6 separate regions of the Mus musculus genome follow, and all the other regions are linked to region 1. Evidence: chromatin contacts called from public HiCAR-type and promoter capture Hi-C data. All regions are on one chromosome and are shown on one strand. Each heading gives the region's core, a stretch centred on a gene start, on an enhancer-like site or on the middle of the called end of the contact. The rest is flanking DNA. Distances are from core to core; before and after follow the strand shown. Region 1 holds the start of Klhl25 (kelch-like 25). Region 2 holds the start of Det1 (de-etiolated homolog 1 (Arabidopsis)). Region 3 holds the start of Mrpl46 (mitochondrial ribosomal protein L46). Region 4 holds the start of E430016F16Rik (RIKEN cDNA E430016F16 gene). Region 5 overlaps E430016F16Rik (RIKEN cDNA E430016F16 gene). Region 6 holds the start of Chd2 (chromodomain helicase DNA binding protein 2).

Region 1 (5,032 bases), core at 1,808-4,307:
TGCACGGCAGGCAAGCACTCGTCAATGAGCACATCTCAGCCCAGGGTACTGTCACTTAGAAGAACAGGACACAGTTGCTTACCTCTTATCATCCAAGGGGGAACCAAGGCAGGGCTGGGGAAAGGTTTAAGAGCAAGAAAGAGATTAACACCTCCATGCTGTGTCAGGAGGACAGAGCAAAGGGGACAGGGAGGTGGGCACGAGCAGCCCACTAGAAGCCAGACACCATTTCAGGATGAGCTGTACAGTGCAGGTTGTCACCTACACCCTCCTCCAGGAGGCCTCACAGTGACACGGGCAGCATTTGAACCCAGGTCAACCAGAGCCTGAGCTCCTTCCACTCACCCTGTGCTGAAGGGACTTAAGGGGCAGCCCTGCCAACCTCAGAGTCCCTTTCTGTCCCTTTAGTGTCTGCTCCCAAGTCCTAACAAGCCCCAGAGACACCTGGCAGGGCAGGCAGGTGTCAGCTTCAGATGTCTTTAGAGCTGGTGCCAGCAGAGGGTTCTCAGGGCATGGGCACGGTTGCTGAGAAGGAGAAAAAGCCTGCAGTGGCAGCCAGACAGCAGCAGACTCATCACAAGTCCTGCTGGGATGCGGTTTCTGTACGCTGGGATGCTTAAGTTCTGCCTCTGCCTGGCCATCCTCACATAGCTCCCAAGTGTTTCCTGGCCTCGAAAAGGATTCACTGGCAGATCAGCAAGGCAACTCAATTATGAAATTTACCACATTAGAGGACTTACTGCATTAGCATTTCAATCGGCCAATTCATTTGTGGCCCACCACTGTTGGCTTGTGCCAGCTCTATAGGGGTGTGTGTGTGTGTGTGTGTGTGTGTGTGTGTGTGTCCTGCCCAGGGCACACTGACACTGCCAGCTAATAAAGAACTCAGGGCCCAGGCAGTGAGCTGGTGAGCAGGAGCCCCCAGAAGCTGCTGGGAAGCCAGGTCCTCCAATGAACCTGGACAGCTGCCCATCCTAGAGCTGGCCCTGGGAGAGTGTGGATGGATGGCTAGAAAAAATGGCTGCAACCAGGGCATGGAATGAAGGTTTGGTAGGCTCATGCTGGCTTTCCTTTTCTCTCTCCAAGAAGCCTTCATCCTTCTCTCCAGCTTCCTGTTACCTGCTCCCTGGGGTTCTGCAAACTGATGTATCAAGGTCCCCATCCATGAGCCAGCACCTCCTCCTTTCTGAAAGCAGGGTCTCAATATCATCTGCTCAAATGATTAGTTTGACTAAAGCCGTCTCTGCATACATAGCAAGCTCACTGCTCCAGGCCGCCCTCCTCCCTCTAAGACAGGAAGGATGCATTTACTTTACAGCGCACACGGGGGCATTTCTTTTTGTCTTCCTACTTTTCTCTCCCTACACTGGTGGCACAGGCTTAAGATGCCATCAACAGGAACTGAGCCACCGTGGAACACACAACTTGCACACGGATCCTGCACCGCTGCATGGCGCAAGGAACCCAGTTGCAGTTCGATGCCCATGAAAAAGATTTCGTCTGTCCATCCTCCACAATTTTTTTGAACAATCTCCCTGGACTGGCTTGCTGATAAAGGACTCAGCTGAAATATCAATAATTACAGGGCTGGGACAAAAGTGACTTTGCCCATCTCCACAGACAAAGCCTGTGATCTCCACAACCCTGTCTTAGAGGGACCAAATCTACTGTAGGATAAGAGCACCGTGGGTCCTCCCTCCTCTGTCCCCTGACACAAGCTTTCAGCAACACCCATAAAAAGTCCTCCCAGCATAACTGTGCCGCTTATGAAAGAGGCTCAGCAAACTAGAGGGTCAGGTGCCAAGTGCCCCTCCCTCCCCGTCTTACTCCAGGGGTGAAGAGCCCAGACATCTGGCATACCTTGTCCTGCCCTGAGCATGGAGGGAGAACTAGTGCCCAATGAACCTTGGCCAAAGCAACTTGGCCTCTGGTCTCCCCAAAGTACAGATGAACTACAAAGCCCCCGAGAGTCCGCCCCTCCCCCCAACTTCCTGTGCTCGAGTCTCTAGAAAGTCTCCCAGATTGGTAAGGTGGCACTTGCTTATAAACCCAGCTCTCAGGAGACTGGGACCAGAGATTTCATGCTCAAGGCTGGCCTGACGTTTATAACAAGACTAAAACCGGGAGAGGAAAAAAAGAAAAAAAAGTAAGACTGTGAGAATCCACTTTGAGGTCCTTGAGGCACTTGCACCCAAGTGTCTGGTGCCCCAGTAGGCACAATTCCCGAGTAGGAAAAAGCTTCTAATACAGCTATGAAGGAGACTAGTCCAGTGGGGATTTGCAGACCACAGCGGAATTCTCGCGCCAGGGCAACGCATGGGAGGAGGGGAATGGGATGGCGGGGGGAGGGGGGGGTGGACTACTTGCTACGGCCCTGCCAGATCGGCCACCACCTGGGTAGGTAGGGGCGTATGGCTCCGGGAGTGTCACCACTCTCCCTTGATAGACAACTTTCCAGACAGGAAGGACCCTATGCTGCGGGCCACACGGCCAGGCCCTGCTGTCTACTCTTCCCTGGTTTAACCCCTCGGCCCTGGCTAGGTACAAGCAAGTCGCGGGGACCTTGGCTAGGTGTGTGCACAAAGCTGCACGGTTCGCATCCTCGAAGACAAGCAGTTTCCTCTTTCTAGGATCAATAGTAATTTTTTTAAAAAAGAGAATCAGCGGACTCAATGAATCAAACACTCCCGGGAGAGGGTAGCCGCTCCTGCGCGTAACATCCGTTTGGAAAACAATTCATTCCCTTGGCGGGAGCTCTGAACATAACAGTACGGGGTCCCCAAGCTCGATCGAGGGGCGCTCCCAGGTCAGCACCCACTTCCCCGACCCAGTGAACTGGGCCTGCGGTCCTACGCCCTGCCCGGCGATCCTCGAGCAGGATCGCTCGCTGTCCCGGTGACAAGTTCCGACCTGATCCTCACCGTGCGGCCCCACAGGCTCTGCAGTCCCCGCCGCTGCCGCCGCCCCCGGCCGGCTCACCAGTCCCGGCCGCGATCCCGTAGCCGAACCGCACGGGCGCTGCCAACAAACTAGTTTCTCCGGCCTTCCCGCCCCGCCTCGCGGCCCGAAGCGCAGCAACCAATCATAAACCGCGCCTCTGTGACGGATGGGTCGACTGACCCGTAATACAGTCGCGTGAGAAGAAAGGGACGGTCGTCCAGGCCATCGGTGCCGCGGAAGGCGGGGCGGGGAGAGGAAAGCGACTGCCACCAGATTCTTAAAGGGACAGGCCATTGCCTTTCTGTTCTGGTGGCCAGAGTTGGGAGAAAGCAACACGACCTGTTCTAGAGCTTCTCTTAAGGAAGGTCTTTGTCGATCACACGCATTCTTCTTTCTGTTACCGAATCACAGCCGTTGTTGATCTTTTTAAAGACCAGCAATCTAATCGCTCCTATGTTAAGGAAATCCTTTTTCCCTCCCGGCTAGTTTCGATGCGAGGGAATTTCTACAGACACGAATCCCTGTCTATACTGGGAATTCCCAGATTTCAAGGGAGAGGACTTTAAGCTTCAGCTGTTCTGTCAAGCCGGTGGAAATTTCTTCCTAAACTTTTTTTTAACCCTTCAAATATCCTTCACTATTAGAACTCTCAGCGGTACAAAACTGATAGAGTAAATCTATATCTATACATACATACATACATACATACATACATACAACACACATATGGAATTTATTAGAGTAACTTTCAGGCTGTGGCCGGGGTAGCCCAACAATGGCTGTCTCCGGATATAACGTCTGAGAGTCCAACTGTCAGTCCACGAGGCTGGATGCTTCAGCTGGTCTTCAGTATACCTTGGAATTCAGAAGAAGTTGGCTATAATACAATGAAAGAATGACCCTACCTGTGAAACTTAAGGGCAGACAAAGAGCAAAAGCTTGCTTCTTCCAGGTCCTTTTTCCAGGCTGCCGCTAGAAGGTGCCCAGATTTAGGGTGGGTCTTCGGGGGTGGGTGGATATGGGGGACTTTTGGTATAGCATTGGAAATGTAAATGAGCTAAATACCTAATAAAAAATGGAAAAAAAAAAAAGAATGAAATTGGCTCAAAAAAAAAAAAAAAAGGGTCTTCCTATCTCAAATGATCCAACCAGGAAAAAATCCCTCACAGGTGAGCCCAGCTGCTTGGGTTTTAGCTACTCCAGATATAATCAAGTTGAGGATCAAGAGTAGACATCACACTTGCCCAACGCATCCATTAGTTCATTTAAGAGTTACTAGATGAGCTGGGGAGTGGCGCTCACAACCACCTGTAATGAGAACGCCCTCTTCTGGTGCGTCTGAAGTCAGCTACAGTGTACTTATGTATAATAATAAATCTTTGGGCCGGAGCGAGCAGAGACTCTAAAAATTCAATTCCCAACAACCACATGAAGGTTCACAACCATCTGTACAGCTACAGTGTACTCACATACATTTAATTAATTAATTAAAAGAGTTACTAGACCTGGGCGGTGGGGGCTTACTCCTTTAACCCCAGCACACAAGGCAGAGGAATGCCAATCTGATTTCCACACCAGCTGATCTATAAAGTTGATTCCAGGACAGCCAGGGCTACACAGAGAAACCCTGTCTTAAAGGAAAAAAAAAAAAAAAAGGGAGGGAGGATATTTTCTAGATTTCTATGTCAGAGAGAGAGAGAGAGAGAGAGAGAGAGACTGCCTGCCTGCCTGCCTGCCTGCCTGCCTGCCTGCCTGCCTGCCTGTGTGCTATAATTCTGAGACCTTGTAATCTGGTCTTGAAGTTCCATCGGCTTCTTTCTTCTCACCGCACCACACCCCACTATGTGATGCTCTGATGGATGGTTCTTGCAGGCAGAAGGAGTATCATTAAACCTTTCCTACAGGATTATTGTAAAGATGGAGGGCTTGGGAGCCAGTAAATGCTCAAGAGGGTGTCTCCATACCGCCTAGATCTGGAGACATTTAAGATGGAAGGGTTCCCATATTTAAGAGGAGCCTTGGCCAGAGCTGATCGGTGGTCTAATGTGCTGGCAAGAAACTTTCCAAAGGGACAGGGCAGCATCAAATAATT
Region 2 (5,032 bases), core at 803-3,302, 3.0 Mb before region 1:
TCAAGCTGGCCTCGAACTCTCAATCCCCCTGTATCTGTTGAACACAGCTTTAACTTTATACTCTAATAACTGTCCTTTGGAATACAACAACTATTTTTTTTTAAGGAAGTCATTGATACGTGCTTCCTTTTTGCTTTCCTCTAAGCTGTTGACTAACCCAAGGTTACAATAAATTATGTCTAAGATGTCTTCCCAGGGCTTAGCCTGACTTGTGGATTAGATCCATTTTGAGTTATTTTTGTTCCGCATGAGATAAGGGTGGAGTCCCTCTGAAGGTTGACCCTACCCTGCCCCTACCACAACCACACAGAAGGGAGAGTTTGCTTTCTAATCCTAAACAGCAGTTATTAAGGAACGCCTACCTTCAAACCCCAGGCCCAGAACTGAAGGAGCAGGCTTGAACTATTTCCAAGTTCAAAGCTTTTGCTAGTTTAAATTTATCCTTCTATCTGACCTCTCTACAACGAAGTCAGAACACTGTACACATTAGAGATGAAAAATACAAAAAGAAAAACCCAGACTCGGAGAAGCTGATGCGTGTCTTGAAGCCACATGGGGACCCACCTGTCCGAGTTGGGATCTGACCTGATGCCTTGAGTATTAGCACAGCCCTGTCCCATGTTTATTTTGCTTTGCTTTGGGGCAAGGTGTCATGTAGCCAAGGTCAACTTGCTGTGCAGCCAAGACAGGCCTTGAGCTACTGATTCCTCTGCCTCCCTTCCTAAATGCTGGGGTTATAATCTGTGGCCCCACCCCTACTGGCTCTTATTCTTGTATGAACTTGTGCAAGAGATGTATGTCCCCTTTGGGTCTCAGTTTCATCATGGGAAAGGAAGAGAGTTGTGGCTGGAAAGCTTTAGTAATATTTTATCAAGACTTCAAGTATTTAGGGCTAACAGGTTTAATACTTGGGATAACCTTAAGAGGCAGGTATAGTCATTTTCCAGAAAAAGGCATGAGGTTTCTAAAGCCAGCACCTAAGAATACTGAGCCTGGAAATGGTAGGACTGGGCCAGAAACCTATCATTCTCTTCATAGTCAGTCTATATCCCCAAGTCACCTTTCCCCTTTAGACCTTAATTTTCCTCTCTCCCTGGTCAAAGTCAACACATATCCCTTTCTCATGTGTTGGTCTGCAGAGATATTCATTCTCTGAGTCCTTTGGGTATGGAGAGGGTTGGGAGAGAGAGCAAGGCTCAACCTAGCCTCTAATTCTATATCCTATGTCTCAGAAGAGCTGGGGATATAGAATGGAGATGGCATGGGGGTCCAGAAGAGATAGACCACAATGGATTACTGATGGAATATTTACTGAGATTCTATAAGATGTCAAACCTTGTTATGGGGTGGGAGGTGGGGCTGGAACAGAAAATAAGACAAAAATCCCTGTTCTCAGTTTATAATCTACCAAAGGGAGGAGAGACACAACAAAGCAATACACATCAACAGAAACAGATATTTGACAGTGGTGGGTGAACAGTGGCGGTGGCTACCCAGAAGCCTTAAGAGAAGATATTTTGGGTTTGGTTTCCTGCCAAAGCATCAAAAATAAACCATACACCCAAATACAAACGCGCGCGCGCGCACACACACACACACACACACACACACACACACACACGCAAGCACAAAGGAGAGAAGCCACCGACTCACAGGGAAGAAATAGCTTGTAAGAAAAAAGAAAATTAAATGAAGTAACGTGTAGGTGAAAAGGCCAGTCAATGGTATTGGATTCATTTAGTACAGAAGCTTTTATTGTATCCCCACGTGCAACCACGAGCATGGAAAACGCAGTGACATGGTGCATGTATAATCCATCTTCCACCAGTATGCAAGAAGCAGGTGAAAACTTAACTCCTACTCATAGTAGTTATGAACGTGCCTTGGATCACTTGGTCCGGGGCTTATCCAGCCTCTATGGTCTCGATCTCTCCTCCGGACGCCAGGGTGCGCTGCGCCGCTCCTTAGCTGCATGGCGTCTCGATCTTCCGATCTTCCCTTCTCGCTGCGCAGCGCTTCCGGTAGCGGGCGGAAACCCGGGCTGGTGGCTGCCGACGCCGGGGTCCCGAGGCATGGTGGGGGCGGGGCCGGGGGAGGTGTGCGCGGAGCAGGCTAGGGCGACCCTTGCCCTGGCCCCATGAGCCAGGACTCGACAGGTGAGGACTTGCCCTTTGCGGCCCGCGAGAGCTCCGCGGCGGGCTCCTCCCCGCATGCTCGCCGGGTCTCAGGAGCTCCGGCCCCCGGCTTTGCCCGGGGAGGCCCCGCCCTGGGCTTTTCTTTCCGGGGGCGACCATGGGCATGTGTGTCTGCCTCTTGGCATCCTTTTCTTGTTTTGGAAGCAGTCGCCAAGAGTGTGGGGACATGTGCACTTGCTCCAACGAGGAATAAACCTTGCGTTCACACAATTAGTGACCCGCTTTAGCCAGGCTTTCGTTTCAGACCGCACCGCACCAAAGCGTCTACCATGTGCCAGCCCCAGGGCTGGAAGAGTATACCGCGGTGACCGAAGTAGACCTGGTTACTTCCATTAGAGAGGGTACAGTTCAACGAGGAGACTCAAACATTAAACACAACCATGCAAGCGACCGTGTAAATTAAAAAAAAAAAATGTGACAGATGACTAGAGAAAGAAACAAGAAAAAGATGAGTCCTTTAGGTGGGGTGGTCAGAAAGACTTCCCCAAAACTTGACACTACTAACGTTGCAACGAGAGAATTTATGGCGTGGACCGGAGAGAATGTCTTCCGGAAAATGAAAGTTCCCCTGTGGTTACCCACGTTAGCCAAGAAGATGGCTTGAGGTATGCCCACCGTTTAAGAAGGAAGCTTGCTACGTGTTAAGCACTGTGGTGGGCATACAACAGATAAGTGTATACTTGACCCAGAGAGATCACCATAAATATACACATTAGTAAAATACAGAGAGTTGCAATTGAGTGGCTAGTGTGTTGGAATCTATGTCTCACTAAGTGAAGGAAGGCCTTCAAAGACAGGATGATGAGGCTGATATTGGAGACAGTTCTCAAAGGTGAAGAATTTAGTGTCTACAAAAGACCAGATAGTAGAGTTCAGTGTGTGGTCTGTTGCAGTCACTCTGCTCTTTTCCTAGGGCTAAAGTGGCTCTAGGCAATATGCAAATGAGCGAGTGGCTTTCAGGGAAGGGTTCCTTCCAAAAAACAACCAGAGGTGGTAGTTTAGAGACCTGACTCCCTCTGGTCTGGCGGCTCTGCAAGCCTTTTAGATCTTTATCCAATGGATGTAGCTTGTATGAGGATAAGCTTGAAACAAAAGGATTGCAAAACAATACCCTGACTATGTGTTGTAAGGGTTTTGTTTGTTTTGTGGTCCTGGGGAATCTGTTATGCTGCTCTTTATGAAAGCCTTTGCCAGAACACTACTACCACCTCCAAGCTTTTGAGATAGATCTCTCTCTCTCTCTCTCTCTTTCTATTATTGATGTGCAAACCTTCTTTGTTGGCCATTTGTATTTGAATCTGGGTTTGTGGCTATTTGTCGAGTTCTAAGAGTTCATTAAATATGTTAAGTATTAACCCCTTACCAGATATTTGGACAGCAAATACTCTGTTCACCCTGTAGGTTTTCCTTTCCCCTTTCCCTGGGGTAGCAGGGTAGGAGGTGGGTAGGGGTTTTGAGACATGGCCTAACTGTGTATGTAGCTCTGACTGTCCAGGAACGCACTATGTAGAGTAGGCTGGCCTCAAACTCACAGAGATCCACGTGCCTGCGGTTGGTCCAGGCCTTATTAACTACCAAATGGTGTTTGTTCATGTATGAGACCCTTTGGCTAGATACCTGAGGAAAGCCCTCATAGTCTTCCTGTCTCTGGCACTGATTTATAGACACCCAGAAGTATGCTTCACGGATCTCCTAGAGTTTTCGAAGCCAGGCATGTTGACAAGATTAATTGTGGCAAGAGAAGGCTTATTTTGGGACTCTATTCTCCATTGGCCTGTCTATACAAGTGTTAGAACTTGGTGTTTTTTTTTTTTAATCATTTGATTGATTGATTGATTGATTGATTGTGGTATAATAGGTTCTGAAAGCAGGAAGTATGAGCTCTACCTGTGTTACTGTTCATATCATCTTAGCTACTTTTTACTCTTTGAGATTTCCTGCTGCTTTTAGCGTGAAATTTTGTTTTCAAAAAAAAAATGCCATTAGGATTTCGATAGAGATTGCTTAAATTTACAAATTGCTTTAATATAACAGCCCAGCAAATGTATATGCGCAGTCCAGTGTTAACTTTTTTGTTTGTTTGTTTTTGTTTTTTTAAGACAGGGTTTCTCTGTGTAGCCCTGGCTGTCCTGGAACATTCTCTGTAGACCCAGGCTGGCCTCGAACTCAGAAATCTGCAATGTTAACTTTTTTAAAAAGCAAAAACAAAAACAAAAAAAAAGTTGGGGAAAGTAAAAGAGTTGACCCTTTGCCTCACCTGTGCAAGGCCCCAGCTTCAATTTCCAGCACCCTATAAGTGAAGTGTGGGTGCGTAACTCTTTAACCCTACACTGGAGAGCTGGGGCAGGAGGATCACAGTTGAAGGCCGTCCATGGTTACATAGCAAGATCAAAGCCTGCTTGAGCTCCTGTCTCAGAAATAAAGACAAGGTTTCAACCTGCATTAGCCTGACCTTGAACTCCAAGTGATATTCCCTCCTTGGCCTCCTGAGTGGAGGTGGTGGGGTTTTTTACTGTGTGCCCTTAGACCCTGAGTAGGAGATTTTTGTGCTGTTCATGTTTGATGTACTTTTTGGCTTATTCTTCGAAAATTCCTGTTAGTTTATACTTGGAAGGTATTCTTCGTGTCTTGTATCCTTCTTTTCAGATATTAAAATTCAAAATGTCAGGGTCACTGTGCAACTGTAATCGCAGAGGAATCCAGGTCACTGTTGTCCGGGAAGCTCTCAGGTTCATATAGAGGTGTTAGTATGTTTTGTTCCGTTTTCTTGAGTTCTGCTTTTTTTTTCTTTTTCCCCATGCAGAGATGTTATAATGGATCATCATGTTTCCACAATT
Region 3 (5,032 bases), core at 693-3,192, 2.9 Mb before region 1:
AATTCAGGCACCCAAGAGGCCAAGGCAAGAGGATTGTGAGTCTGAGGGTGGCCTGGGCTGCACAGCAAGGCCATCCTAAAAATGAATGAATGAATGAACGAATGAATGAGTGAGTGAATGACATGGCATCAACTCGTCCCAGAACTGGACAGATACGGCTATGCCTGATTGCCTGCTTTACTGTTGGAGCAGGGACAGAACCCCAACAATCCTAGTAGTGTCTGGGATTGCCAAATGAACGGCTACAACGGTCCTGGATCAAATTCCATCAGTAGCTCCTCGTTGCCTGCAGGGGATAAAGTGTAAAAGCTCTAGGGAGACAGGGCTGTCCTCTGCCATTTGGATCCTTCTAGAGCAGTGGTCCTCAGTGTTCTTAATGCTGTGACCCTTTAATACAGTTCCTTATACTGTGGTGACCCCCAGCCATAAAATTATTTTCGTTGCTACTTCCTAACTGTGATTTTGCTACTGTTATGAATCGTAACGTATGTATGTGTGTTTTCTGATGGCCTTAGGAACCCCAAAGGGGTTGCAACCCACAGGTTCCGAAATGCCTTTCTAGAGGCATCACAAGCCAGTTCTGACAGCCTGCCTTTCCACAGACGTTACCCTTGCCTGCCACGATCACAATGATCTTGTCCAGCTGAGATCCTAGTCACTTCCACAGTCCACGGTACTTAGTCTTTCCTGAATTCCTCAAGTGTGCCTTACTCTCTTAAATGTCCAGCCAGTTCTTACCTCTATTATCCTTTTGATCAGATTATGGTTAATACATTTGCCTGTGTGTTGTTTTTGCAAGTTGTGTACTACTTCTGGGGAGACATAACCTATATTTCCTGTATTTATCCTGGTACTCAACAGGTAGTAGTAGCTTTTGTAACTGTTAAACAGATGTGAAGGTAAGTGAACATATATACCGCCTGCATATTAAGTATTTCTACTAGTGGGATGCTGCAGGATGCCAGGTCCCAGGGCTAGGCACGAAATTAAGAAAGGCACAATCTAGATGTGCAGTTAGTGTGGTTCTTCAAGACATTTTATGTTGGAGGCAGAGAAAGCTGCTAGTCGGATCTAAAGCTTATCTCACAAGGAAAAGAAAGCTGGTATTTATATACATTGGACACTTAGCTAACAGTTGCTAATTGAACAGCTACCTTATGCCCCTGCTCATCCCTCTATTTTCCCAACAACCCCTCTAAGCATTATCTCCACGTATAGTGTGCTGATTTGCACAAGCTCCCACAGATGGCAAATGACAGCCAGGAATTAACTTTTTCTATGATTTTGGACGGTGTCGGGCAGAAGTCACAGGATGCAACTTTCCAGAGCGCTGCATCCACTTACCCTCACCTGAAGCGACTTGGAGCCGCTTCCCTTTCAGTGTTCTGCCTGGCAGCTGAGTCTTCTAATCTCGGGGCTCCGGTGTGGATATTCTTAGCTGGGGCAATGCCCACAAACCTGGGGGGCAAAAAAAGAGAGAGAGAGAGAGAGTACGATGAGGGACTGGATTAACGGTATTTTGGGGGGTTCAAGTGGCACATAGGTCTGGAAGGAAGGTAGGCGGGCAGGCTCGAGAGTGACAGTGGGTTCGAAAGAGTAATCCTTACCTGGTCATTCCATGTCCAGCCCAGGACCGCAGGAGCCACGACCCGGAGTTTCTTAAAACCTGCATGACTGAAATTGACCCTCCGCGGCGCTTGGCTTAGCTCGAGCCAGCACCATGAGCCTCTGTGGGGGTGCTCACAGACAGGAAATCACCTGATTGCTCTTAAATAGTCCTGTAAGTATTTTTTCTTCAAATTTAAAGCTCTATAAAACCATTTATGTAGGAACTTTCCCCTTTCTAGTGGTCTAACACTAGAATTTCACCTACCTCCCCCAAAGGGAATGGTTCATTCCACTCGGTAAACCCGCCCCTCGCCGGCCCGCGTTGCCTCATGGGAACCTGGGGTTGGCTGAGGGCTCTGCCGGGCGCCGCGGTACCTTGTGGGAAGACAGAAAGATGGCGGCGCCCGTAGGGCGTACTCTTTTAGGGCTGGCTAGAGGCTGGCGGCAGCTTGACAGGTTCTGGGCAGGTAGTTCTCGTGGCTTGTCCCTTGAGGCTGCGTCCTCAAGCAGCCGGTCTCCATGGCGCTTGTCGGGCGCCTTGTGTCTGCAGCGGCCACCGCTGATCACCAAGGCGCTCACTCCATTGCAGGAAGAGATGGCGGGTCTATTACAGCAGGTAAGGCAGTCACGGGCTTCCTGGTGCGGCGGAGGGAAGCAACAGTATCAAGGAGGTCTTGATTTCCATGGAGACTCTGGTACTTCGTGTGACCTTGAGCAAACGTTTCATTTCTCGACCTTTAGTGACATCTGCAAGATGAAGTTACCGTACTGAGTTGGGTTAGGATATAGCAGGTGTTGAAAGAGTTTAGTTGGCTTGTTTTCTCTTGATCATTCGGTGTGGATAGCTTCCTTCTTGTTCATTCAATACTGTAGGGATCCGGGGGCAAACAGGAATCACTCCCTTTAACTTAGGAGCTCTCAGACTATAGAGAAGTGTTTGTGATGTTAGGACGAAAGTCGTGGTGACTGTGGGCACATCCTTAAGATAATGCGGTAAAGTTTGCTTTACCTCAGGGAGCAATTTCTGTGAAAGACAAAAAACCCAAGTGTTGTTGCTGTTGGGTCAGGAGATAGTGATGGAAGGTCTTCCGTATCCCTAGACTCCAAAAGGCTTTTGTCTGGAGAATACTAATGGAAACTCCCGTCAGTGCTTTTTGCTCAATGTATTCACTCACTTGACTTTTTTTTTTTTTTTTGGTAGTCCTTTTTCTTTCACCATAAAGGTATTCGTAGCCAATACTGTGCGTCTGTGTGCAAAGTGATAGGCAGTTGTGGATGTGACAGGCACATCGCTCTGCTTCGCAGAGAGTTTCCAGGTACTGGAATTAGGGATACAATCAGTAACCAGTCTTATGACTAATTATAGACTTTGGTAAGTGCTATTAAGGAAAACATAGAGTACTAGAAGAGTTTTACACAGGACCACATAGGTTTTATTTTCCTGAGAAGTATCCAGGAATATCTTTCTGAGAAAGAGGTATTTGAGTTGAAATAAGAAGGATGGATAGAAATCTGGAAGAAATGGCATGAGGAGAAAGAGAGACTAGGAAGAAGGATGTTGGAAAGTCTTCATGGCAGGAAAGTCCTTGAATAGATGCTGATCAGAGACGAGTAGACCTAGTGTGTGGGAAGTGGGTCTTCAGTGCCCTCTGTTCTCCTTGACAGTCTTAATGAAGTTCTCCTACTGCCTACTTACAATCCAGTGGGCTTTTTTTTTTTAAATCTGTATAGTGTTTCATTCTATTTCTGATTGTGTTAAGAGTTGTACGTCTGAGCCTGTCAAGGTCACAGAAGCTTTGTTTTTTTTCTTCTTCCTTTTCCTTTTCCCTTTCCCAGATCGAGGTAGAGAGAAGCCTGTATTCAGACCATGAGCTCCGTGCTCTGGATGAAGCTCAGCGACTGGCAAAGAAGAAAGCTGACCTTTATGATGAGGAACAAGAGCAGGGCATTACGCTCGCACAAGACTTAGAAGATATGTGGGAGCAGGCATTCCTACAGTTCAGACCTGGAGCTCGGGAAACAGGTTTGTGACCTCCTGGGCCAACCACAAGGGAGCGAGAGACAGGAATTCTCACTTCCAAATGAAGGACAGTTGCCTGTCTTTTGCTTTGCATTTTAATAACAAGCTTCAAGTAACAAAACAGTTTTCAGGAAAGTAGTACTCCCTCCCTATTCCTTATATCTCCCTAACATGAGTTTTTAAAAAGGCTTATGCTATTTTCAGTAGAAGTAAAGAGTCTTTTCTTTCTGTTAAAACTTGAGGTTGTCACTGGATCAGAGAGTGGGAGGACTTGAGCCTTTCTCCTCAATTCCTGTTTTATTAGAAGTCATTCTGAGAGCAGGGGCTGAGTGCTATTGTCCCTGTTTCAAGGATGATGACTGGAGAACAGAGAAGGTGGGGGTTAGTTAGTTAGATTGGTAATAGCGTTAAATCCAACGGCAAGACTTTGTTTGTTTGTTTGTTTGTTTGTAACTGTGTAACATTGCCGAGGTCTGAACTCAAGAACCTCCTGCTTGCAGGGCAAGTGCACTCACTGCCTCTGAGCTAGATTCTAGTGTTTACGCTCGAACTTTCACAGGCATTGCTTCTTTTCCAAATGTTTCAGCTATACGTTGCTTTTTGAGAGGAGTTTATTTCTGGTTTCGATTCTTAGCTTTCATTTTGAGTTAGGATTATACTTTGGCTTAAACAGAGGACAGGGTTTGTGGTAGTTCCTGATGGAAAGCTCTAAAACTCAAAACCCTTGCCCGTAGTACATCATAGTCCTTTATTTCTTATTTTTCTCTTTCCTCTGATCATCCCTTTTATAGAAGCTGACAAAAAAAATGACCGGACCTCGTTGCATCGAAAGCTAGACAGAAACCTTGTCCTCTTAGTCAGAGAGAAACTTGGAGACCAAGATGTTTGGATGCTTCCTCAAGTCGAGTGGCAGCCCGGGGAGACCCTTCGGGGGACAGCTGAGCGAATCCTGGCCACACTCTCAGGTAGACTCTTTACCCTCTGAATCCCCCCAGATTCATTTCAGGTTGGCATAAGGATAGACAGTGGAAAGTTTAATGGATACTGATGAGTAAAAATTCAGGTAAGAGGCTGGGTATGAAGGCACACTTATTTAACTCCAGCACCTGGGAGGCAGAGGTGGCAGGGGTGTGTCTCTGTGAGTTCACTGCTAGCCTGGTCTATATAGTGAGTTCAAGGACAGCCAGACCTACATAGAGAGACCCTGTCTCAAAAAAACCAAAACCCAATCAAACAAAAATCTTGGCAATGATTTTCCTTAGAATAAGTGAGTATTTTTATCTTTCTATATTGAGATTTTGGTACAGTAAACACTATTCTTAGCCCTTCCCTCCTCTCTTCTCTCCGTTTTCCTTCCTTCCTTCCCTCCTTTTCTGTTTTTCTCTTCCTCTTTCTTTCTTCTTT
Region 4 (5,032 bases), core at 1,538-4,037, 2.9 Mb before region 1:
GATAGACAGACAGGCAGGCAGACAGACAGACAGACAGACAGACAGACAGATAGATAGTAGAATATTGTAGTTCATTGGATTTTCCCTTGAAAGAAACTTCCAAAGCTCTTCACACACTTAGTAAACTCTGAGTTCTTAATGGAGTGTGCTCCAGCTGCCATGAAGCTCAGGGAAGGACGATGAGGCTCTCAGTCTGAGGAAGGTGTCTGGTAGCCTTCCCATGTATTTGAAACCTCCTTCATTCATGTGGTCAGTTTTGTCAGTGAGATCCTGTCCTCTCTGCCTTCCTTTCTTCTTCCACTAGCCCATGGGAGTGAGCTCCACAGAGCTAAAGAAGCTTGAGCTAATTTCTCTTAGTGTACTTTATTTACAGGCAGGTATGCTATGGATGATGGGAAACATGATTTTCCCCTATGTCTGTCTGCTGGTCAGAGAACACAGGGCCCTATCCCATGAATGGGGACTCTCTCAGGATATTTAGTATAGAGAGAGGGAATTGGGATTGGATGTGTATTTGGAGGAGGGTGTAAAGAAAGGTGGAGGGATAGTAGTTGGCTCCTTAGAACAGTCATGGGATGGGGACTCAGGAGTGATCTAATTGAGTTTACAGCCTCTTTCTTCTTGCCACCTCACCCAGAATATGTAGTTCTGATTAAAATCAGGAAGTGTGAGAGACAGCACTCTCTGCGGAGGACCTCCACGCTCCCTTGCTAGCAGAAATAAGCACAGTTAAGCCTGCTTTCAGAAATTGGGGCTGCCTCGAGGCATATACTCAAACTCCTTGACCTACATTTTCTTTATAAATGAGTGCGTGTGAGTGTGTGTGTGTGTACTTAGATACGGCAAGGTTAAGGATATGCCTTCAAACAACACCCATTCACTAAGCACCTGCTACACTCTGCCCTACTAGGAACGGAAAAGCTCAGAAAGAGGCTATTGAATGTATTACATTGCAGTGTGGTGAGAAATACAGAGTTAGAACAATTAGGTATGCAAATGGGAGCTCCAGATGGGACCCAGCCTTGTCTAGACGGTCAAGGAAGAAATGATGAAGGGGCTATGGTATGGGGAGTGGGGAATTGTACTGCTTACATTCATTAGTGGAGTAATTTGATGGTGGCACTGGAACCCAGGACCTGGTGTGTGCTAAGCATGGTCTCTATAACTCATGATGTCTCTCAACACCCCACAGAATGTTTCTACATCAGATATTTATCTGTATATGGGTGCAGGATATACATATGTGCAGGTGCACACACGGTAGGAGCCTAGAAAACTGAGCAAATGGGTTAGTTCATGGTGAAAAGTTTTTCATAGTGCCAAGTTTATAACCCATTAAACCCCCGATGATCTTTACTGCCGATGAATTAGATGTCAATTTTTAGAACATTAATTTTTACATTTCCCTGCCCTGGAAGCAGCCTAAGTATAGCTTCCTTCACATGATAGGGTCTTCACTGTGACTCCCAGGGTCACACGGGGCTTGGAGAGAGTTCTTCCTGAGGTTGGATCTGGAGAATATAGTAACTGTATCCCACAGAGATGGCTTCGGTCCGTTTTGCTTTTTGAGTTCTTAAGTCTGCTTTTTATAGTTTGCTGTCTCTTTCTGTGCTCTCAGGCTGTCAACTGTCACTTCCTGCAGCTGTCAGCCTGGCTTTCTCTTTCTTGAGACTCACCACTATCGGCATCTTCCCCGCCCCCAGTGCGCACACACACACACACACACACACACACACACACACACACACAGAGGGAGATTCCATTCTGATTCAGGATTACTTAGAGTCAGTGGGCTTGACTCATCCAATCTGTAAAGCAGCCACCCCCTAACCTGAGAGCAGCCCCTGATCTGGTGACATCAGCTTCACCTGGGAACTCCTTAGAGATGCCCATTCCTCCGGTCCTGTTCCAGACTTGCCTAATCAGAATCACTGGAGTGGGGTGGGAAGGGTAGAACAAGCAATCTGTATTTACCAAGCTGTCTGGTGATTTAGGTGTCTCTCAGTTGGAGAAATAGCCCATAGGAAAGGGAAATAAGGTCCGAGGGAAGGCTTACGGCGCTGCACGTGGTTCAGAGAATCAGTCTATGTTCTGTGTCCAATCTAGAGACTTCTGTGTCTTTCTGGGTTCTGGGCTGTGTTCAGTGCTATTGGACAGTTTCAGGATAGCTGAATTGTAGGAAGGTGTGATGTTGTGCATGTGTGTCAGCCTAGTACATACAGAGAATGAGTAAAGGATAGAGAGAGAAAAGCCAGGCTCTGCAGAGAGGCTTGTCTTAGCTCCTAGAATCTTCCGTGTGTGGCTTAGCCTCAGAATCCTGGTTGCAATCCACCAGCTCAGAGTCCTACCAGTCTTCAGGTAGAAGGAGGAGCTCCTGGGTTTCGCCTGTGAATAGTGTGCCTAAGGCTCAGACCAAGTGTCAGGAACACTCTGAGAGTTACCAGCTGGTGGAGACTCTGCCAGAGACTCTCCACGCGGAATTTTTCAGGCGGACAGCTGGGATATGTGTGGGAGCCTCAGAGATGCATGGATTTGGGTTTGTAAACACAGGCCTGTTAAATTTAGGGCGGGCCTCGGGCCTAGGAGAGCTCCGTAGCATCATTTGGCAACTGTTGCCCATATTGAGTGGTTTAAAAACCCTGCTTATTCCTTATATAGTAGGAGGCCTGTTTTAGCACAGCTTGTCATCAGAGGGGAGGGTCTTGGCACAGGAGTTGAACACCCACTGTGTGCCAGGTGCTCTGCATAAACCATGCCGTTTTGACTGCTGCGTATTCAGGGGCTGAGGCTTATCAGCTCTGCTTACTGAGAGCAAAGGTCTAGACCTAAGAAATCTCAGTCATGGTGTTGGATGTGCCTCAAGGATGGATGCAAGAGGACCACCTCCTGTGTAGTGGAGAAGGGCAACCGGCAGATGGCATGTAGTGGTAAGGATCCTCTGTCCATAGTGAGAACCCGATACCATCCATAGAAGCCGGGCCAAAGAACTGGCCAAACTGCCTAGTTTCCTTGTGTTACTGCTTGTCAGAAAAAGACATCTGGAGTATGATCCCACAGGATGCTCTTCAAATTCAAGGCTTTGCTGGACAAATCACTTTGGGAATTGTCATAAAGCTTTATTCTCCCCTTGGAGATTGTGAGTTACTTGTGGTAAGCAGGGTTAACCAGCCAAGCAGACAGAGATGATCACTATAAAGAGATGCTGGGAACTGGCTTTGTGGTGGTGCGGGCTGGCAGGGAAAGGTTGACGTCCCAAGGGCAGGCTGCACCTCTCTGCCTGCATCAAGGGCGATGCTGTCTGTGAGTGGGACCCTTCCACCCACCTTTGTGGGGAGACTTCCACTCTACTGTTAGGGCCTTTGGAGCCACTGAGTCCAGTCAACCCAGGTATCCTTTACTCAAAACTAGCTTATTGTAGAATTAACTACACCTATCAAATTTTCCTGGAAACACCTAGGGAAGCATTTGACATTGGCATCTAAGATTGATCACTACAATTATGGTTTAGACCTTAGATATACCCCGAAGGCTTGTTGAAGGCTTTGTGGCAGTGTTTGGAGCTAGTAGAGTCTTTAGTGTGGAGCTCTGTAGAAAGGCATCAGGTTCATAGGGTTCTGCCCATGAAAGTGTGATTGGTATCTCAGTCCCTTTCTTTTCATCTCTGCTTACTGGCTGCCACCGGTGAGCAGCCTCCTCTGCCCTGATGATTTCTGTGCCACAGGCCTGAAGCAAGTGAACTGAGCCACTGTGGACTGAAACCTCAGAATGCATGCATGCATTGAAACACTCTTGTACATTGAGTGCCTCAGGTATTTAGACACAGTGAGACAGAGATGACTGGCCAGTAGAATACCAGATGTAGCACAGAAGTCTTCTCCAAAAAGACATCTTGATTTTGGTGAATCTCTTCCCTCCTAAAGTTGCCCTGCCTGCTCTCCCATTTTACAAACCCGTAACAGAACAGCCATGTGTGCCAGAGTTCCACACAGCGCTTAGGAGATTGCTGGCCTGAGCTTCCTGGCCCTACCTCAACCCGAGACCCTGGAAGAGCTCAGACGCTAAACAATTCAGTCTTTGGTGATTCAGGGACATAGTTTGCCAACCTCAATCCCATTGGTATCTTAGCCAGCTAATTCTGTGTCATAGGGCTCACCCTGTGTACTGTGGGATATTTAGCAGGATTCCTGGTCTTGGTCTGATGGATGACAGCAGTACTCCTTCCTCCCCAGCTATGACAATCCATAATGTCAAACATCTTCCGACAAGTGAAATGTTCCCTGCTGAAAAGCACTAGTGCAGAGGAAGACATTGTGGAATAGCATAGAGGTCCAGGGAGCCCGGCAACCTGAGTTTGAACTGTACCTCTCACATTTAACTGTGTCCTACCGTGTTCTGGACAACTTGGAGCAGTCCAGCCTGGGTTGACTAGCTCTGTGCGGGGAATGACTTTACTTTCATGAGGCCCCATTTTCCACCTCTCCAAAATGATGATCATGATAGGATTTATCAAGTTATTGAGGGATTCATTGGAGTAGAGTATTTAGGCTGCCTGGCTCTCAACAATTATTCTGCATGTGTTTGTCCTTTAGCCTTCTGACAAGGAGGCCCAGTCTCTTGTCTGAATTCTCCTGGGCATCCTGGGATAATGGAATTGCAAGACCATCATCTGGTCTATATTCTAAGTAAGAAGACAAATTCATCTTGGGGTTTGAGGCTCCAGGGCTTCAGACTGGTAACAGTCCCCCACTCGGAGTGCAGATGCCCATGACCCCAAGTTTACAGAGGAACTTCAAGAATGTCCAGAGCTCAGCAGCCTCAGACTCCCTTCCAGGCCACTCCACAGGTTGCTCCATGGCTCCTTCCCACAGGCCACAGATTTATGAATGGTGCACACTGTGTCCTTGCCAGGAGGTTTATTAATGGGCTTTCATACAGCACTTTAGGTTGGTGAGCTCTCCTTGCTCCTTCGGTTCCTGGCCGGATGCAGGGAGATACATCACATCAGCAAAATCTTCCTCTTGATTTGCCAGAG
Region 5 (5,032 bases), core at 1,402-3,901, 2.8 Mb before region 1:
TGCAGCTGGAAGGGCTTGCTAGAGCCAGAGAAGGGAAAGTCTGAGTGCTGAGAGAAATTACTCTGAGGTGAGATGCCCACTGAGGTGGGTGAGGGCAAAGCACTCATTAGAACAGCTCTGAAGAGTGAAGGTCTAGACTGTGGAAAGCCGAATGGTGTGAGACATGATGGGGTGTTGCTGAGTAACCTGCAGGGAGGGTAGCCAATCTGGAAAGTATACTGACCAAGGGAATAGAGAGGGCTAGTTATGTATATGTGAGTGTGCACATACATGTGGTGTATCTATATGTGCATGCGCACACTTAAGTGTATGCAGGTGTCTGAGTGCGCTTATGTGTGTGGATGTATATGGATATGTTTCCCTGTATGTGCATGTTTGTGTATACATGTGTGTGCAGGGGCAGTGAGAACATGTGTGCACTTGTTTGTATGCAAGGGTCTTTGCACGTGTGTGCATGTGTGTGTAGATACAAGGGAGGCGGGGAAAGGCACTAGGCATAAAAGACCCCAGTGCAGGATTTGATTTAATACTCAGCAGACACATGTTTATGTCTGCTCTGGGCCTGCTCAGACAGGCCTGGCTTGCTATCAAGTGGATGGGTCAGGAAGGGGCAGTCTTACTGCCATCTTTTTCTATCAGAAAACTCAGGTGCTTGTTGTTGCCTTGGGGGCAGAGATGGGTATTATTGATTTCTTCTAAAACAGCAACCTCCTTCTGAAAGACGGTTACAGCTGGAATAGAAGTTGCCTGAGTCTTGGGCCAGGACAGAAGGTGCATCTCAGGTTGGAGCCCCTGGGAGCCACCCCTGCAGTGTTGAGGAGGGGCTGGGCAGAAAGTCCAAAGGCAGCCTTGGTGGCAGTCTGTTGAACGTACAGCAGGGAGCAGGCAGGCTCCTGTTGAGGCCTGCCTGGGTAACCCATGTGCAGCATATGCCCCATAGAATCTGGTGTGAAGGCTATGGAACAGTCCCACCTGGGGTAGCTGTGCTTTTAAAGGGGTGTGTGGTATTTCTACTTGAATATGTGACAGCACCCTACTTCTTTTTACTAATACCAGCTTGGGGGGGGGGACTCTAGGAGGAAGATTTCATTTCCCAGTAAAGACTTTCTGTCTGGAAACAGTATAATTTCTGGACATAGTAATAATTTCTCCATATAGGACTGAGAAGCTGACATTTCCTCATTGTGTGTGTTTCTGTAATGGTTGCAAAAGTCTCTCATTCCCATCCTAGCTAAGATCCCAATTAGAGAGAGAGAGAGAGAGAGAGAGAGAGAGAGAGAGAGAGAGAGAGGGAGGGAGGGAGGGAGGGAGGGAGGGAGGGAGAGAGAGAGAGAGAGAGAGAGAGAGAGAGAGAGAGAGAGAGAGAGAGATTGCCCAATTATTTCAAAGGTGGGGGTATCTTCAAAGCATTTGATTTTCAAGTCTTTCTAGGTGTGTGTGTGTGTGTGTGTGTGTGTGTGTGTGTGTGTGTGTGTGTAATGTATAAAGTTTTAATCACAAATGGAGCCGGCAGTAAAAGGCGGTGTGTTATCTCAGAAGAATTTATCTTCTTGCTCGTTACACCATTAAACATAGTGAGACACTAACCGAGCCTTCTGCAGTTCCTGTCTGCTTCCATGTGGGGAGGTTACAAATGTGGGGGTTGAGCTACAACTACCCAGGCACTTATCCTCAGACTTTTGATGATCTAGACTGCCCAGGGATCGTCAGGGGACATTGCCTCTTGCCTCAGCAGCAGCTCCTCTACCTCTGAGTCATGACACTAAGCCTGCATCTCCAGCCTCTCCCAAGGCTCCTTTCAGTTTTTTGGCACCTGTTTTTCTCTCACCCTGTGGCCTAGTAAAAAGCATGCGAATTATGCTTTGACAGTTTACTCAAGCCCAGCCCTGCCCTGTGTTGCTAAGAAATTTGCCCAGTTCCTCTCAGCTCATCTGTAAAAGGGGGATGACGGGTATTTGGTCTCAAGGGTTGCTTCAGAGTCCAGTTGGGTGTCCTTGGGGGGCAAATGTTGTGGTCCAGTGACCACAAGGACACTTGCCTGGTCTGAATGAACCTGATAGATTGAACAGGGCAGATGACAGATGGGTGTAACATCTAAGAGTTGCGGGCCCTGGGGCAAATGATTTCAGCTATAGGCACTTCATTTTTTTTTCCCTGCCTCTAAATAGTGGAGGAAAGAATAGCACCTAAGGCACAGGGAGGTGGGAAGGTGGAACAAGACAGTCAATGTGCAAGAACAAGAACTAACACTCACAGGGCACTTTGTACGTGGGAGGAAGAGGGGTTCTACCACTTTCCACGTGGGCCAGTTGGCCAGGCACACAGCCAACAGTTATTGTGCACCTGTGGCCAGGCAGTTAGCATCAAATGGGGAAGAGGGCCGACTTGGTCTCCCAGGTTATGGTGTGCAGGAGGAGGTGGGATGACCAAATATCCTGTGATGGGGGCTGCAGGCTTTGGGGATGGAGCAGACATGCCTTGGGGGAGAATTTATTGTCTCTAAGAAGCTCCTAGGCCAGAAGAAGGGATAAGGGGGAGGGCGTAGCTTCTTCCCAGGGAAGCAGCTGCCAATCACCCATGGGGCTTAAGGCCTTGGGCAGGGAGGCTGGATAGCAGGGGTGAGATGAGACTGCCTTTTGAGTGGAGTCTGAGCTGAGAGGCAGGAGTATACATTTGAGAACTGTTTCCTTGGCTACAGCTTCCAGCCCAGAGGCTCTTACAAGAAGCTGCCAGCTGCCCATGGCTCGCAGGTCCCAGGGAAGAGCAGGTGGAGGAGGTCCTCTGCCAGGGCTGATGGGCTGAGCCTCACCGGCTACCCTCTGACAGGCCTTTTGTTGTGGGCATCTCCTTCCCTTAACTTTCCCTCCCAGATCTGCATTCCAGAGCAGATTGGCATATGGATGGAGTCTGCGGGAGGTGGGGGGAAACAGGGAGGGGTGTCCAGCTCAATGCATGTCACAGATGCCCACGGAGAGCTGGGGAGGATTAGAGCGAATCATTAATTGTCATTAATATGCTGGGGCTTGACAGCCTTGGGTTTATTTTTGCACTGAAGCCCAGACGTGCTTTGCAAATGTCCCCGGGTTCCGGACTCTGGGGGAAAAGAGAAAATTGGGTGCAGTTAGCATCTACCAGGCTCTCTAGAGGCTTCTAGGACTGGCAGAAACTCTGGCTTCTGGGGCCCCTTGGTCTCCTTGGCTTTCTGTCTTACTAGGGCCTCTGCAAAGCAGAGCTGAGATCTCTATGGCTGCTTAACTTGTCTGCCAAGAACCTTGGGGATCGGGTGGGATGGGGGGGGCAGTCCAGAGAGAATATGAATGGTGTCAAGGGGCAGGTCATTACCAGGAGAGTTAAAATGCTACCAAGAAAAGCACTGTGTCTTACAGAACATGGTCACAGCAGGCCTTTTGTGCATGCTGCCTTCCAAAGGGCCTGGTATGTCCTGATAGAGTTCTGGGCCAATTTTCCTTTCAGATAGTTGTTGAAAACCCAGATTATTTTCTTGCTGTTGCTGGTTTTCAGTGGGTTGTTTGTTTGGAGGCATGTAGCTCAGGCTGGCCTCAAATTTTCTAGGTCATCGAGGATGACCTTGAACCCCAATCCCCTTGCTCCTTCCTGTTAAGTGCTGGCATTACAGGCGTGCACCCCCAAGCCTCACCTCAGGCTTGCCTGCGAGAGCTATTTTGTTATTCTTACAAGACGCTGACCCCTCTGCCCGGAAGAGCTAGTGAAGTGGTGTTGAGGAACTCATGTCACCCAAGGTTGTTCTATGCAGCGAGAGGTCCCACAAGGTCAGTGAAGTCCTTGGAGTCATGAGGGCTAATGGCCAGCTTCACTCACTCCGTGTCAGCACCTGTGAGTGAACCACACGGATGGGAGCCTCTATAAACTGCTCTATTAACAGAGGGCAACAGGGAGAGCTCTCCCAAGTGACACAGGCCTTGATGTCCCTCATTTCAATATCTTTGCTGGTATGTTCCTCTTGTACCTTCAGTGTTGCATCTCTCCATGGTTTTCTTCAATGGCACATCTCTACAGTCTCTTTACCCCAGTGGGGCTGTGGTAAACCACCATGTGGATGTGTTTTTAGTTCTTCTTCCACGTACTTGGGTTTATTAGGATGTAGAGGCTCTGCTGGGTAGAGCTGGTAGGGCATGGATATATCGTAGATGGGGAACCCTGTACTGGGCAGGGGGTGGGAGATGGTACCTTCTGATATCCCACTATGTTAAAGACTCTCACCTGATGGTGTTATGTGATGGACCAAATTGTCATCCCCCTCACTAAGGCTCTGCCCCCAGTTGGTTTATACTGAAGGCTTAGCCTCTAGTGGCTATATTTGGAAGTATGGTGTTTAATTGACAGGAGAAGGTGTCCTTAAGGTGGGCTATAATGAGTTCTAAAAAGACATTAAGGTAAAAATAACACAGACAAGGGGTGGGGACATGTTTTCATATTGCTGAAAGACAGTGGGCCGATACCTTGATCTTGGTCTCTGGCCACTAAAACTCTGAGAAAATAAATGTCCATTGTTAAAGCCACCCAGGAACTGGCCATTTTGTACAGTAACACAGTGGCCAAGACATCAGAATAGCATTGATGTTGGTGGCCATTGCATCTCACCTGGCTCAGGGCCTGTTGAGAAAGTTCTTAGTAGGATAAGATGTAATGGTGGCACTGATCTTTTCCTCCCTCTGAGCTGTCGGTTGAGATTTTCTCCTGATGCTTAGACTCGAAGGCCACTTGCTTTGCTTGCGTTCCTGGATACTGTCTTTCCCATACACTGGAAAGTTTACTGTGACTCACTCAAAGACGAGCTCAGACGAAACCAAACCCTGTAGATATCTGGATGTCACTGTACATGGTTTGTGGTGGAGAGTCATGAGACCTCTTTGAGGATAACTGAAAGTGTTAAAATTACATGACTTTATCTTGGGTCTCACTTCGCTTATCTTAAACTGGGAAGGCAAGACTAGACCAGGGGAGTCAAGGAGACTTGCCAGCTGTAATTGATTCATCACTGTGGTTGCCC
Region 6 (5,032 bases), core at 1,722-4,221, 2.3 Mb after region 1:
ATTGTCCACATGTGGTTGTAATTTAGTCTCCCACCATTCTTGAATTTTAATATTTGGTTTTACTTTTCATATATGCACTATGATACTCATGTTAAGTTCTTAAGAATTTGACCCTTGGCTGTTAACTATTTTTAATGGATACAAATGTATCTGTGACAGGAGAACTTAAAATATGTGAATTCATTGATTCTGTCTTTGAGAGGTTGTTACAATAGTGCTGTTTCATTAAAGACTTGTGTATGGTAGAGAATATCTTCAAAGTGGATAGAATTTTCTGTTTGAATAAGATGACTGTTACTCCAACAGAATTTTTTTCTTCTAATTTTTTATGAAGCACCCCGCTTGAAGAGTTTGAAATGGACTTTACCACTGAGAAATCAAGATGGCAGCCCATTATGGGGAATTGAGGAAAATGGATTAATGCAAGAATGCTGTAATATTATACAACCAACACAGGATTCTTTTAATGTGGATTCCATGAAATGAATGATTCTTACCCAACACAAATGGACAGTGGAATTTACTTCCTAAAGACTTGTTACATGTCATGTACATTTTTGACATCTGGAGAAGACTCTACAATTCTACAAATGGTAGTTTGTATTCCTGGAATTTCTTGCAGTTTGATCTGAAGTGACCTTATGGAATGTTAACTTTAATAAAATCTCTAAAACTTAAAAATTTCTCAGTTTGGGCCTTTTATAAATTTTTTCAGTGGACGTTTTCATTAAATGTTCATTTTACCTTGATAACATTTTGACCTTTATAGCTGCTGCTTTTCATTAAAGTATACTAAATAAAGCTGGTAAAATGGAATGGTTTTGTTTGTTTGGGATTTATGTGTATTAGAAAACCTGGATTTTTCCCGTGATTAAGTGGAATGGTCCTTTGGTTAAAATAGATATATTCTCTCTCCCCCTTCCCCCTTTCTTCTATTTAAAAAAAAAATTATTTTTATTTATTTTTTATTTTTTCAGGACAGGGTTTCTCTGTGTATCCTTGGCTGTCCTGCAACTCTGTCTGTAGACCAGCCAGGCCTGGAATTTGCAGTGATCTTCCTGCCTCTGCCTCCTGAGTGCTGGGATTAAAGCTATATACACCCAGTTTGGCTGGCTTTTTATTATAGGGTTTGAATAAATTCCTTTGAGTTTGGGTCATTTCAAAATATCTTGCATTTTAATCATTGGGTAATGGTAACTTTGAATGTGTCAGGAGATTATAGTGAATATATAATATAAAACAAAGTGCTGGTCTCATTTCCTGTATAGTCCAAGACAGTCTCAGTGTCTTTCAATTTTTGTTGATGAAAGTCGTCCTTTGCCATGTGAAATGCTCATCTGAATATTTGAGTTATACTAATTTGTATTGTATTGTCTTATATTAGAGGTGTATTTTTAAAGTCTTTGGGTATACATTAAAGGGCTTACCTAATATGACAGTGTAATTTATTTACATTTGAAAAAAATTCTTGTTTTTCTTGTTTTGTGCAGTTGGGAGTTTAAATGAATTATACCATGCTTTAGATTGGTTACCCATGGTTGAAATCAAATGCCAGATTTTCATTGATTGCTACTTTGGTAATAAATTTGATAAAGCAGTGATGGGGACTTTGTTGACCAAATGACGATTGGTGGTGTTTTTCTCAGTATATAGAACAAAGAATGAAATAGTCTGTTATTAATGTAAACTACCTTAGAATACACATCTGTGGTTAATACAGATGCAGTGTTTGTTCTTTGGATGATGTGAGGTGGTTGATATTTGTAAATTGAAAACTTGAGTTTTTGGATTTTGATGGAAATATGTTTGTAGACTTGAAACTGATTTTTTACATTTTCTTAGATTTAACATAATTACGTTTGGTAGTGAAACTAAAATGAATTCGTTTGCTGGAGTGTCATGGTTTTGACCAGTAGGGTTCAGTAAAGGAATGTTTTTAGTTTTTTCGGCATTTGTATGTGGTTGGTTACTTGTGTGCATGGGAGAGAATACTTTGTTGCATTTGTAATTTTGTTTCTATAGACCTCGTGCTTCCATCTGGAGGGGGTTTGTCTTTGACAGTTGATAATTGGCTGGTAGATGTGGCCTATTTAAGTGGCGGTGATTGATGAAATGTGAGTGTACTTAGAATTCGATTTCAAACATGAGTGAAAGGGTTCTTTTGATTTTGGAGTTGAGGTTGAGTGTTTGATTTAAAGGTGACCAAGGTTGGTGTAATTTCTTGAATTCGAAGTTATTAATTATGCCCAAATATATGTAAGAAGTAAATATGTTTGATGTGTGGCACTTCCAAGATTAATGGTTTACAAAGAAGTTTGTTTCTTCTGGGGGGGAAAATGGTTGTATTAACTTTTGCTCTACTGCAGTTGAACACTAGGGAGGCGCTCTTGAGTTGTAAAAAATTACCCCTTCCTTCCAGTTGAGGTGGAAAATTCCCCCTTAATCTTTAGATGTTTTTAGGCACCATAAAGAAGGCAAGAGTTGATTTAATTTATGGTGTTGAAATGTTGCTTCTATTTACAAGCCATTTTACCCATGGTGGGGTGTTAATTATTTTAAAGATTAGTTCTTAAACTGAGCTTTAGAGTCTCTTGAAATTATCTTTATTTCAAAATGGCTTGATAAAACTCCACTTCCTGTCCAGGGAGGAAGTTATTTTAGCTCAAGGACTGAAATATTTAGCAGATCTTTAGACAAAAGGAACAAATTACATTTCTCTCTGGCTTAAAAAGGGTGCTTGAGCCAGAGGGGGTTAAGAAGCCCTTCCCCCTCCCTCTGATGGAGTGGTCTGGAGGGGCAGGGAGGTGTGGAGTTGGGGGTCTTCTGGCTCTCTTGGATGGAGAATCTGGTTCTTTTTCTTTCTTTCTTTCTTTTTTTTTTTTTTTTGGTGGAGATGAAGGGGTGGGTCTATGGTACATCACCTGAGTTGTGGGGTAAATGTAGAGAGTGTCAATCAAAGGCAGAGCTCTCAGAGCTGGGAAGGAGGCTCTAGATGGCGGCTGTGCCTTAGAGAGAGCGCGCTTTGCTCCCTGCTTCGGTTCACTTTACGCAACTTTCCCTAACTTTCGGGCAGCCTCAGGGGGCCCCCGCAGCCCCCTGCCTCTTCTAGTGACTTACTGGGGTCGATCCGAACCTTTTTTTGGGAGAAAAGCTGCTTTTAGGAGCTTTCTTTTCGTGCCTTGTTGGAAGAAGCTGCCGTATTGAGAGCCCAGGTCGTTGTTTTTTCCAGCTTAGAAGCCATGGCGCACCTCCATTTTTGTGCGCTCTCCTAATGAGGTTTTTTTTTCCCCTTCCGGACCTGTTTTAGTATTAATTATTGCTTTATTTTTTGACAAGTCAACATATTTGAGGATTATTTCATTTACTTTTTGTTTTTTAACGGAGAATTTTGCGTTTTTAAAAATTATTTTGGATCGGATATTTTTCTACTACTAGATAGGACTCTTGCTTTGGACCTACTACATGGATCAGGTAAGTCCATGATAATCAGTGATAATTTTAAAAAAATTAATGTTGAACTTGGCTTTATTTACTGTAAATATGAGAAATTCCTGGATGACGCAATAAGATAGAGAGATTGTTATTTGTATCCAGTGTGTTACTTTTGAGAAACTTTCCTTATTGATAGTGATGCTTCTGTCGTTCAGTTTATCCCCCTCTCATTTTAAAACGGAAAAATAGAAATATTTTGTTTTTCTGGTGTTTATCGTTGTTGCATTACATGAATATCGCTAACATCGTCAGGACTTTGTTCCTGATAATAAAACCATCCGCAGAAGCTGGGACCTCACCTTTCTTTCAACTTTTGACAGTAAATACCTGGGCACAGGACTTCAAAGCAAACACAGATTCCCCCTCCCCCTTAATATTTAAGAATTAAAAGATGATGAGAAATAAGGACAAAAGCCAAGAGGAGGACAGTTCGCTACACAGCAATGCATCGAGGTATGAGCTATCAACTTTCTTTCTTTCTTTCTTTTTTTTTTTTTTTCGGGAAACCTCAGCTTACACTTGTTTACTTTGACAGACATGGATTGCTGTCTGTATTTCAAGAATTTTCTAACTTGGGTTGGTTTTTAAAGCGTGACCTTGAGATTGCTAACATGCCACACCCTGATTTTTTGGTATCAATTTATGAAAGTTGAGTTGTGACTTAAGGCCTCTTACAGCATTCAGAAGGTAATGTACTTTTCTCCGGAGGGGCCTTTCCTAGAAACTGTAGTTTTTCTGTCAGTAAATTTTCAGGTTTTAGGTTTTCATGCTGCAGAAAAATGACCTTGTCTGTTTAGCCATTGCTGCATTGCACCATTTTACATACAAGGCAAATTTTTTTCTTTGAAGAATCTGGGATATTCAAACTTGTAACCGAGGGCCATAGAGCAGCCTGGTAGTAGTAAATTATAGTAAATAGACATTTGAGAAAGTTATATGAATGAAAAAATGTACATTTAAAAACACAATCACAAATAGGACCCCTTGACTGATGCCTTTCAGTTTATATTTTTGATTGTTTCTTTTGATACACGTGACAATTAAAATTTTTTTTATGACTTATCAAAACCTTAATAAATAGTTCCTGAGATCATTAAATCTGTAACCACAAAAATTTTGGAATGCTATTAATACTTAAGCTTTGTGTTTGTTACTATGGCAATGTAATTGTATTTTTTATGCTTAAAATATTACAAGGTTTATGTTTGTGTATATTAAGACAGTTCTTTCTGGTTGATAATAATTGTATTTTATTTTATCCTTATGTTTTAGTTGGTGCTGCTTTAAATGTATCCATTTATTTTGACAGTGTCCTGTAATGCTTTCTCTTCTGAAGCTTTTTAATGTGCTGTTTGTTTAAATCATGATTTCTCCTTCATTCTTTGAAGTAGCTTATCAGTGGCTGAAGTAATAAAGCATATAAGATATTTTTTGTTGTATGACTGTATCTTTATGTTAATTTAAAAATGTGAATGCATTTCTGGATGTGTTCTTAAGAATTGTCATGTCATAGTTTTAAAATCATGCAGCTAACAAGAAT

What was found. Promoter capture Hi-C pulls out the DNA fragments that hold promoters and counts their contacts. HiCAR-type assays count read pairs that join an accessible place to other places. Capture Hi-C pulls out chosen DNA fragments and counts their contacts.
Region 2: a promoter capture Hi-C map of liver shows a contact between it and region 1, with 5 times the contacts expected there. The contact joins the promoter of Det1 here to the promoter of Klhl25 in region 1. A contact is called at or near these places in 9 of 39 promoter capture datasets (3T3-L1-derived adipocytes, cranial neural crest, frontonasal cranial neural crest and 5 more), 2 of 484 Hi-C or Micro-C datasets (B cells and pre-B cells), 6 of 115 datasets of contacts at active chromatin or transcription factors (acute myeloid leukemia, astrocytes, cardiomyocytes and 3 more) and 1 of 9 other capture datasets (liver).
Region 3: a contact with region 1 is called in a promoter capture Hi-C map of liver, with 7 times the contacts expected there. The contact joins the promoter of Mrpl46 here to the promoter of Klhl25 in region 1. A contact is called at or near these places in 13 of 39 promoter capture datasets (the 3T3-L1 cell line, 3T3-L1-derived adipocytes, the C10 cell line and 8 more), 4 of 115 datasets of contacts at active chromatin or transcription factors (embryonic forebrain, embryonic midbrain, forebrain and 1 more) and 2 of 9 other capture datasets (adipose tissue and liver).
Region 4: a promoter capture Hi-C map of pre-B cells shows a contact between it and region 1, with 16 times the contacts expected there. The contact joins the promoter of E430016F16Rik here to the promoter of Klhl25 in region 1. A contact is called at or near these places in 4 of 39 promoter capture datasets (the C10 cell line, cranial neural crest, hippocampal neurons and 1 more) and 6 of 115 datasets of contacts at active chromatin or transcription factors (astrocytes, double positive thymocytes, forebrain and 3 more).
Region 5: a HiCAR-type map of astrocytes shows a contact between it and region 1, with 8 times the contacts expected there. The contact joins the enhancer-like site here to the promoter of Klhl25 in region 1. A contact is called at or near these places in 1 of 39 promoter capture datasets (the 3T3-L1 cell line) and 3 of 115 datasets of contacts at active chromatin or transcription factors (astrocytes, forebrain and pro-B cells).
Region 6: a promoter capture Hi-C map of liver shows a contact between it and region 1, with 3 times the contacts expected there. The contact joins the promoter of Chd2 here to the promoter of Klhl25 in region 1. A contact is called at or near these places in 1 of 484 Hi-C or Micro-C datasets (CD4 T cells) and 1 of 9 other capture datasets (liver).

Annotation. Positions count from the first base shown.
Region 1 is chr7:75,846,363-75,851,394 of GRCm38.p6, reverse strand. Klhl25 (kelch-like 25) reads right to left here and starts at 3,057. Exons shown (of 3, transcript NM_001122780.1): 1 at 2,922-3,057. It overlaps Gm51489 (a long non-coding RNA gene), which reads right to left. Exons shown (of 3, transcript XR_003946804.1): 3 at 3,683-3,795.
Region 2 is chr7:78,844,231-78,849,262 of GRCm38.p6, reverse strand. It overlaps Det1 (de-etiolated homolog 1 (Arabidopsis)), which reads left to right and starts at 2,052. Exons shown (of 5, transcript NM_029585.3): 1 at 2,052-2,156; 2 at 4,999-5,032. The coding sequence starts at 5,009.
Region 3 is chr7:78,779,999-78,785,030 of GRCm38.p6, reverse strand. It overlaps Mrpl46 (mitochondrial ribosomal protein L46), which reads left to right and starts at 1,942. Exons shown (of 4, transcript NM_023331.2): 1 at 1,942-2,224; 2 at 3,445-3,631; 3 at 4,420-4,593. The coding sequence starts at 2,003. It overlaps Mrps11 (mitochondrial ribosomal protein S11), which reads right to left and starts at 1,900. Exons shown (of 6, transcript NM_026498.2): 1 at 1,608-1,900; 2 at 1,351-1,458. The coding sequence starts at 1,672.
Region 4 is chr7:78,715,975-78,721,006 of GRCm38.p6, reverse strand. It overlaps E430016F16Rik (RIKEN cDNA E430016F16 gene), which reads left to right and starts at 2,787. Exons shown (of 11, transcript NR_015542.2): 1 at 2,787-2,927.
Region 5 is chr7:78,618,055-78,623,086 of GRCm38.p6, reverse strand. The region is part of intron 8 of E430016F16Rik (RIKEN cDNA E430016F16 gene); the gene reads left to right. Among named protein-coding and RNA genes, the nearest start is that of Ntrk3, 43 kb to the right of the region's middle. Within about 2 kb of position 2,651, at least 26 of the 459 cell types and tissues checked have an H3K27ac peak or open chromatin away from gene starts, as enhancers often do. A contact at or near this core is called in astrocytes, where this site is marked.
Region 6 is chr7:73,539,685-73,544,716 of GRCm38.p6, reverse strand. Chd2 (chromodomain helicase DNA binding protein 2) reads left to right here and starts at 2,971. Exons shown (of 39, transcript NM_001081345.2): 1 at 2,971-3,471; 2 at 3,813-3,945. The coding sequence starts at 3,884. Chaserr (CHD2 adjacent suppressive regulatory RNA) reads left to right here. Exons shown (of 5, transcript NR_037569.1): 5 at 335-4,919.